Linked DNA regions of Capra hircus: region 1 is linked to region 2. The links are chromatin contacts, called in public Hi-C maps. All regions are on one chromosome and are shown on one strand. The core of a region is the stretch at or near the end of the contact, and the rest is flanking DNA. Distances in the headings are between cores, read along the strand shown. Region 1 holds the start of LRRC42 (leucine-rich repeat-containing protein 42). Region 2 overlaps YIPF1 (protein YIPF1).

The links. A called contact is a pair of places that touch in the nucleus more often than the background predicts.
Region 1: a Hi-C map of blood shows a contact between it and region 2, with 1.6 times the contacts expected there. The contact joins the promoter of LRRC42 here to the enhancer-like site in region 2. A contact is called at or near these places in 4 of 5 Hi-C or Micro-C datasets (blood and liver).

What each region holds. Positions count from the first base shown.
Region 1 is chr3:28,535,057-28,539,427 of ARS1.2, reverse strand. It overlaps LRRC42 (leucine-rich repeat-containing protein 42), which reads right to left and starts at 2,889. Exons shown (of 8, transcript XM_018044430.1): 1 at 2,662-2,889. HSPB11 (intraflagellar transport protein 25 homolog) reads left to right here and starts at 2,937. Exons shown (of 7, transcript XM_018044395.1): 1 at 2,937-2,997. It overlaps TRNAG-UCC (a tRNA gene), which reads right to left and starts at 2; the gene lies at 1-2.
Region 2 is chr3:28,433,957-28,437,958 of ARS1.2, reverse strand. It overlaps YIPF1 (protein YIPF1), which reads left to right. Exons shown (of 10, transcript XM_005678389.3): 6 at 3,669-3,785. Among named protein-coding and RNA genes, the nearest start is that of YIPF1, 15 kb to the left of the region's middle. Within about 2 kb of position 1,853, at least 1 of the 5 cell types and tissues checked has an H3K27ac peak or open chromatin away from gene starts, as enhancers often do.

The DNA.
Region 1 (4,371 bases), core at 1,640-4,139, 100 kb before region 2:
GAAGTCTCACATGAATCATTTTCAAAACAGACATAGCTCTGGCTACATTTTACCTTTACTTTTCTACTTAAATTACTCATGAAATGCTAGTTCTCTTTCTAAATGATGAAAAAATCAAATAATTCCTGAAGAGTAAAACCTACATCATTTGTCCAGAGATGCCAAGGGCTCTCTGTTCTTCAACTATGGTACCTAAGAAACAGAACATGATCAGGAAATTCCAGGGACCTTTGATTTTTACTACTAAAGTTGTGCATCTTGCTCCCAACAAGGAGCAAGCTTCCTAAGAGCTTGTGAGGTACCATAAAATGATCTAAGAATTATATTAATGTTTAAGCCTTTCAAAGTTAAGAACTGAAAAGGCAAGAAAATCCCAAAGTTTCTGTAACTTGGCTCTGCTTGTTCCTGGCTATTATACAGAATGGTCTATTATAAGGGAGCCCCTCAGGAGACAGAGTCTGTTCTATATCATGGCAAAAATCCTACACGAACTGGAAAATTCAAGTAATTAGTATGTGAAAGAATAACAATGTTCAGTGAAAGTCTGTATTAGCTATATTTCATATTAGAGCAACAGAATAACAAAGTAGCCTCTGATAGTTTTCCAGCCTGCCTCTGGAGAGGTGGTTTTGTAACCCATACAATCTCACAGAAAACTACTACAATAGTACATGTTCTAGTATTTGGTCACCACAAATGAGCCAAAGTTACCATGAACATGTCATTTCATCAAATGAATAAAATGTAGCCTTACTACATTAAAAATTCAGTTCTCTACTGCCTCTTCGAATAAGAGGCAAGATAAAATAAGTGATAACTAAACATGACTTTTTAGAACTTGAAGCCAGTTCACCAAGCAAGAATCATGACTATCCAGTAGAGGGGACTGGAAAGATGGAGTCAGGGAAGCAGACTACAGGAGACAATTAAAATTGTGAGCTGAGCCTACAGTTATGCAATTTGAAAAGAAAAAGAAGAAAACACCTAATTTTAGTAGGTAAAGTAAGACAGCAATCTCTCAGAAATAATAAGCCATAGCAAGACTATGATGATAATAATAGTGGGTGTGATAGCTCCCACTGAGTTGCCAAGCACGGTTAGGTACTATATTAAATGCAATTCTCAACAATCCTATGAGGTAAGGTTCACCATTTAATAAAGGGGCTCAGAGACTAAAAGTAACTTACTTAAGAAACAGAACTAGTAACTGGCAGGGCCAGAATTCAATCTCAAAGCTGTATCACTCCAAAGCTCAAGCTCTTTCCACTGCATGATGCTGTCTCTCAAGAATAAAAATATGACATCAGCTTTAAGGATTAAAAAAAATGTTAAAAATTAATCTCACCCACCTGTTTGAGCCCTCTGGTATTCACTGACTCAAGCTGGGGAGGGGGGTGGCTGAGAGAGGGCAGAGATAAAAAAAACTGGCCATCTGAGCAAAGAGTTGGTGGGAACTGAGCCAGGACAGTAGCTGCACTGAGGCTTCCCCTCTCTCCTCTCCCAGGGCAGAAATTACCCATGTCCACACACCAGGAAAGCATCTGCCACCCCATGGCCTGCATCCCAAGGCTGCAGACACCCTCAGTTTATTTGAAAAGGCAGCATTTTTAAGCAAACATAAAAACATGAACGGAAACTAGTTCCAAACCACCAATGACCAAGTAACAATCTTAGGTTTATTGTTCTGGATCACCACTATTATTCAATTCTCAATTCATTTCTTTTGTTTTATAACTTGCACTTGCCCACCTGCCTTCTCTCCCATACCTAGCTCCTTATTTGCCTCTTAGGAGAGGCCAGTCTCTCCTACATCCTGATATCTGACAGTTTTTCTACCTGCCAACTGTAGAGCTTCTCACACAAAATCCAATCTCTGCACCAAAAATCCTAATCCTCTCCTTTCACCCACTCCCAACTCCCCTGCCCTCAACTCTCAAACCTCACGCCCTCCCAATCTTTCCATGATCCTTCTGAATGTGGCTCCCGGTGGCCCAGATCCAATCACACCTCCACCTGGCTCTCCCTTCTTCCACCGCACCATTCCACCCCCACCCTCCCTAACCCCCTGCACTCTTTCTCTGTCCTTTATCATGTAGCCTTCCCTTCCTCCCACTCTCTGAGATTCCCTCTCCTGGGACTCCAAACTCTCCATCTTTTCCCTCCTCTTCTGCCCTCAACCTTCAAAATCTCCTTCCTTCACGACTCAATGTCCAACTTCACAGTCCACAGCCCCAACTTTTCTCCCCTGCCCCCAAACCCCACCCTCTCTCTTATTCCAAGCCTAGATCCTTTACTCCTAGCACCCCTCAAATCCCCTTCCCTCTCCCCCTCCCCAGTACTACAATTCTCCATTTCTCTCTAAATTCCCAGGCGTGACCCTCCCCAAGTGCACCCAAGCTAATCCTGCTCCCTCTTCCCACCCAGGCCCCGAAAGAACCTCAATTCTCACACGACCCATACCCTAGTCCAGCATCAACTCCACCCTTAAACCCATCTCTGACACCCTTAGATCCTCACCCTCACACCATTCACCCAACCACACCCCAGCCCCGACCCTCTCGGTGCTCCCCTCCCCTCTCCCACCCCTCCCTCAAACCACACACCCGCCCCCACTCGCAGCCCCGGGATCCGTGAGCGGCCCAGCCCGCGGCCGCCGCCTACCTGTGCCCCTCTCTGGGGCAGCCAGCGGCAGCTCCTCTGTGGCGGCTCCCTCCTCCTGCCGCGCGGCTGAGGCGGGGAAGCGGTTCCGCGCCCCCGGCACAAAGCTAGGGAGGGTGGGACGCTGAGTGGGAGGGAGTAAGGCGGGGGCTGGGGGCGACCTGGCGCCGTGAGAGCGCGGGGCCGGCGGGGGCGGGGGGGGGCGGGAAGACTGGGCAAGGGAGGTGCGCCTGCGCGAGACCCGGCATGAGGGGCGGGGTCGGGCTTGGAGGCGGGGCCGGGCCCAAGGCCGGCGACCCGAGGACCGAAGGCTCCTAGCTGGAGATACGAGGAGTGCGCGTGCGTGCTTGCGCGACGGCGGGTCCCGTGGGTCTCACAGGCCCCAGGGATCTAGCTTTGCTCGGGGAGGGAAGGTTACGCGTGCTCCGACCCTTGCCTCGGGAAAGGCCCATGCCTCGGAAAAGGCCCTTGCCTAGTGAAGGCCCTTGGGCGGGGCTACGGAGCGCACCCCGCGCGGTGAAGACGATGGGGGCGGGGCCTGGGGCGGGGCCTGCAGGGGAGGTGGGGCGTAGGAGGCGGGAGTACAGCTGTACGCGACCAAATTTCGACGGCTAGGCGAGAGGGGGCGGGGCTGGGGCGGGGCTGGGGGCCGGCACGCAGCCCAGGGTGGGGCGGGGGCGGGCGGAGCCTGTGGGCGGGGTGGGGCGAAGAGCCGGGAATAGGACTTGCTCGCCCTCGAACTCCTTGGAGGCCTGCGGAGAGGGGAGAGGGGGCAGAGGGGGCGGGGCTGAAGGCGGGGCTGTAGGGAGATCCTGACTCCCCGCGTTCTGCGAGCTTGGAGCTAACCGGAAACTGAGGCGAGCGGGGCGGTGCGGCCAGCCCTGGGGGAGGTGGGATCCTGGCTGGACGAGGTCGTAGGAGGGGGATGCTGGTGGGGGAGGGAGCAACCGAGCGTGTCGGGTTATTGTGAGGAGACGCGCGGAGAGGAGGCGGAGGACGGCGGGCGGGTGCTGAGGGGACCCGGATGGTGGAAGCCTGACGCAGGTCTGTTTTCTGAGTCCTGGAGACAGTAGTGGCAGCCCACGAACTTTTTGGAAGGCAGAAATGTTTTGACCCCCCAAAAGGGGAAATCAATTCTGAATCGAAATTAATAAATGTATCAAGATGTAACCTATCAACTGAAACGTAACCTGTATACTTAAGGGTTGTATTTACTGTATTAATAGGATATGGGCTCGTGTATTTTATGTAATTGGGGCTGGGCGTCCAAAAGTATGTGTTTGGGGCTCTTGGAGGTCTTGAAATGGCTTTGAACTGGAGGTGAAAGGGTGGCTGAGTGGCACTGGGTTTAGAGGATAGGCATCAGGGAAGTCCAGGGTGAGGGAATGTGAAAAATGCAAAGGATGGCATCCCAGAGTTCACCGCCTTTAATGAACTGAGGCCCTGAGTGAACACTAATGAATTAAGTAAGGCCTCCCAGGATGGGGAGTTAGACTACACCCTGAACCTGCATTTTGGAGTTGCGAAGCAGCATATCTGCTGAGCTGTATTCTGGGGTTCTTTGGGATTGGTTTGCCACTTTCTCGTTAACCACAACAAAAAGCTTTAAAGTGAACCCAAATTCTGCCACTTGTTATTTGAATAATTCCACCCAACAGAGGGAAAAGAAAGGATATTGGTGGCTCTGCTCCTGCTGCTGCTGCTGCTGCTGGT
Region 2 (4,002 bases), core at 604-3,103:
ACATTTACACCAAAATTTAAAATTTCTATACCACAAAATAAACCATAAACAAGGAAAAATAAATAAACCACCGACCAAAGATAATATTTCAGAGCACATAACCCACAAAAGATAAAATCAAGAATACATGTAGAGTGCCTACTGGTTATAAGAGTAAAACCAATTATAAATTCTAGCAAAAAATAAGCAATTCACAGAAAAGGAAACCCGAATGGCCAATAAATACATGAAAAAAATGCTTAGCTACACCTGTAATAAGGCTTCCCAGGGGGCACTAGTGGTAAAGAACCTGCCTTCCAATGCAGGACACCTACAAGATGTAGATTCGATCCCTGGGTTGTGAAGGTCTCCTGCAGGAGGGCATGGCAACTCAAGTATTGCCTGGAGAATCCCATGGATGGAGGAGCCTGGCGGGCGACAGTCCATAGGGTCGCAAAGAGTCAAACACCACTGAGGTGACTTAGCACATGCCTGTAATCAGGGAAATAAAAACTAAAACAGGATATCATTTATGTGCATCAATTTAGCCATCATACAACTTGGCTTGTCTTCGTTTATTCATTCAGTTAACAAATATGAAGCACGCACTATTCTAGGCGCTGGAGGTACAGCAGTAATAAAAACAGACAAAAGTCCCTGCTCAGAGGCAGTTTATAATCTAAGTTTAACAATAGACAAAGAAAATAGGTAAAATACACAGTATGCTAGTGATAAATGCTAAGGTAAAAGTTTAAAAGCAGAGAAGAGAGACCGTAAATGTTTATGTAGGTGGGTGGATTTGAATCTTTTAAAAAATGTAAAAGGTGGATTCTGAGTAAACACCTGAAGGAATTGGGAGCAATGCAAGTAAGTATCTCAGAGAAGAGCATTTGAAAAAGAGAGTTCTGGGATCTCTCTGATGGTCCAGTGGCTGAGACTTTGTCCTCCCAATGCAGGGGCCCCACTTTGATCCCTGTGCAGTGAATTAGATCCCGCATCCGTAACTATGACCCAGCACAGCCAAGTAAATAAATGGAAGAGAGAGCTCAGCATGTACGAAGGCCTTGAGGCAGGAACTTGCCTCATGTGCTCAAAGGACAGTGAAGACACTAGTGTGAATGGGCTGGAGCGAACAAGGGCGTCTCGTAGATGAGGTCAGAGGGCAGTGTGGAGGGATACATGTAGGGTCTTGGAAGCAAGTAAAGACTTGGGCTTTAGCTTGAATGAGATGCCACTGAAGGGTCTAAACAGAGAGGAGCGATAACTCAGCTTTTCATAAGCATTGGTATCAAATGTTGCCAAGGATATGGAGCCATGGGACCTTGTGTAAAATGTGGGTGGGTATGTAACTGGTACCACAAATTGGAGCAGTCTGAAGATGCTCCTGCCCTACAGCTTAGCAGTTCTCCTCCTAGATAAATAAGAAGACATATAGAAGGGCGTTATTCTTCATTGCCTCCTCATTGCTTGTAATTAGCAAATATTTGGCAATGACCAGAGTAAATATGGTGTGTTCATATCCAGAATTCTGTAGGTTTTAGAAATGGATTTGGTCTATAAGCATCAGCAAGGACACATCTCAGAACAGTAGTCGATGCAGCATGTTGGAGAAGGATGTGAGTAGTACCGCAGCATTAGAAAGATTTGAAAAGTAAGCACGATGAGTGCGCCAGTGTTTGTTTTATCATTCTTTGGGCTTTTCTGTCAGTTAGAAATGTTTGATAATATAAAAATGCACAGCGCAAGCTAAGTTGACGTTTCCTCCCACCCCACCCCGTAATTGGGGTAGGAATTTGGCAGGCATGAGCAAGAGAGAAGGCAGTGTGGAGCCTGGTGGCAGGCTTGGGAGGAGCAGGTGGTGTGTGTCTCTGGGGGCCACGCCTCCTGTGTGCCTGAGTGCAGCAGAGGCAGTGACTGTGCCTGTCACACATCGCTGTGTCCCCAGCACCAGGGCCCAGAGGAAAGGAGGCAGTTAGTAAATAACAGCTGACAGGGTAGCTTCTGCTTCCTGTCTACGAGTACGCTAGTATTCTGATCACTTGCGGTCGCCTGCTTCGATGGTCTCAGCCCAGCAATAACACATGGTTAGTTTTGTTCATTTGTTCAGTAAAGCTTTGGGGGATTTTTAAATTACTGTTACTGGTTGTAAGGGTGGTTTTTTTTTTTCTTTTTTGGTTGTTGTTACACTGTTTATGTGCTAGGCATGCAGAGTACTGCAGTGAACAGCATCTGATCCTTGGCTGTAACAGAGCGCCCGCAGGCTAGTGAGTCAGCAGTGCTACTTGGGAAGCTGATGTTGGTGACTCTTTGGAGCTTCCCAGTCAAGTGCTTGTTGTGAATCCTTTCCCACCTTCAGGAACCAACTTGGCCTCAAAAAGTGCTCATCCATTTCTGCCAGTCATCTCCCCCAGCGCAGTAATTTTCTTAATTTTGTGATATGTCAAGGTGCCTACGGTTATCCAAAAGAAAAGAACCCTACAGAATATTACTGAAATTGAAAAATGAAATTCTTAAAATCTATTAAAATCTCTAGATTTATAAATTGTATTTGTTCAAATAGTCCTTTTTCTAGATGGGGAGAAACAAGAATGGTCAAGAAATCAAGGGAAATGATCAAAGGGGCTTCTAAAGCATGGTGTACTCATTCACTTAGTGAAATATTTTATAATCATTAAAAAGAATAAGCTGAATTTTATGGGCTTCCCAGGTGGTGATAGTGGTAAAGAATCTGCCTCCCAATGCAGAAGACATGAGACACGTGGGTTCAATCCCTGGGTTGGGAAGATCCCCTGGAGGAGGGCATGACAACTCGCAACAGTATTCTTGCCTGGAGAATTCCGTGGACAGAGGAGCTTGGTGGGCTACAGTCGATAGGGTCGCATAGAGACGGACACAACTGAAGTGACTTATAAATAGCTATAGTAGAATCTCCAGGACATGATAAAGTGAAAATACATATGCATGTTAGCATTTCTTTAAAGCACACACACAAATATGCATTTGCTTTTGTGTGTATAGAAGTCTCTGGCAGGGTTCACCAGAAACTGGTTATGGTGGTGAGTTCTGTGGAAGAGAATGAATAGCTAGGGAGCAGAGAGGAAAGAAGGTTAATTTTCTCTATATCCCCTTTTGTGCCTTTTGAACAATGCACTATGTGTGTGTATTACTTTTTCATTAAAAAAAAGAAAAGGAAGAAAGAAAGCCTTACATATGCACTCACATACAGACACGCATGGTGATTTGTTAGATTAAATGAACTGTTTCCTAAAGCTTGCCCTGCTCTTCTATTTAGACAGCAAAGGACCTATATAATTTTAATTATTTTTTTCTCTGGCATTAACATCTGATACTTATGTAAAGGAAGTAACCTTTGCTTCCGGTATCCTCCACAGGTTTGGTAAACCTGTGAAGTTTTAACAAAATGTCCATGAATTTTTTTGGATGATCTTCCAACAAGAGCCGTATAAACAAATCAGTGTCTTCATTCACCTAATTGGGGAGGGTGTTTTGTTTTGCGCGTTTCAATCCCCACTGTCTTTGAGGCAGGTAATTACTGAGTTGTGTATTTGACTTTTTAAAAAGAAAATTCCCGCTTAACAAATACTGATTCCATCTAAACTTCATTTTCCATTGCTTCCATGAGGCTGGTTCATCATTTTCTTGTCTGAGTTTTCTGGTTTGCTTTGCAGGCCCCTTTTGGATATGCGCCACATTGGTCTTTGCCATAGCAATCAGTGGGAATCTTTCCAACTTCTTAATCCATCTGGGAGAGAAGACATACCACTATGTGCCCGAATTCCGAAAAGGTTGGTGAATAGCTTGACTTATTTGGAATGCTGTCAGTTGCTAACTGTGAGTTCTTGGACCCCTGTCTGTAGGTCCTGCAGCCCATTTTCCTGTATAAGGGTTCAAAACTAATCATCTGTCCATATAAATCCACATAGTCTTTTTATCTTTTGTTTTGTTAAAATAACCTAAAATGTCCCATTTTAACCACTTTTAAGCGTGCAATTCAGTGGCATT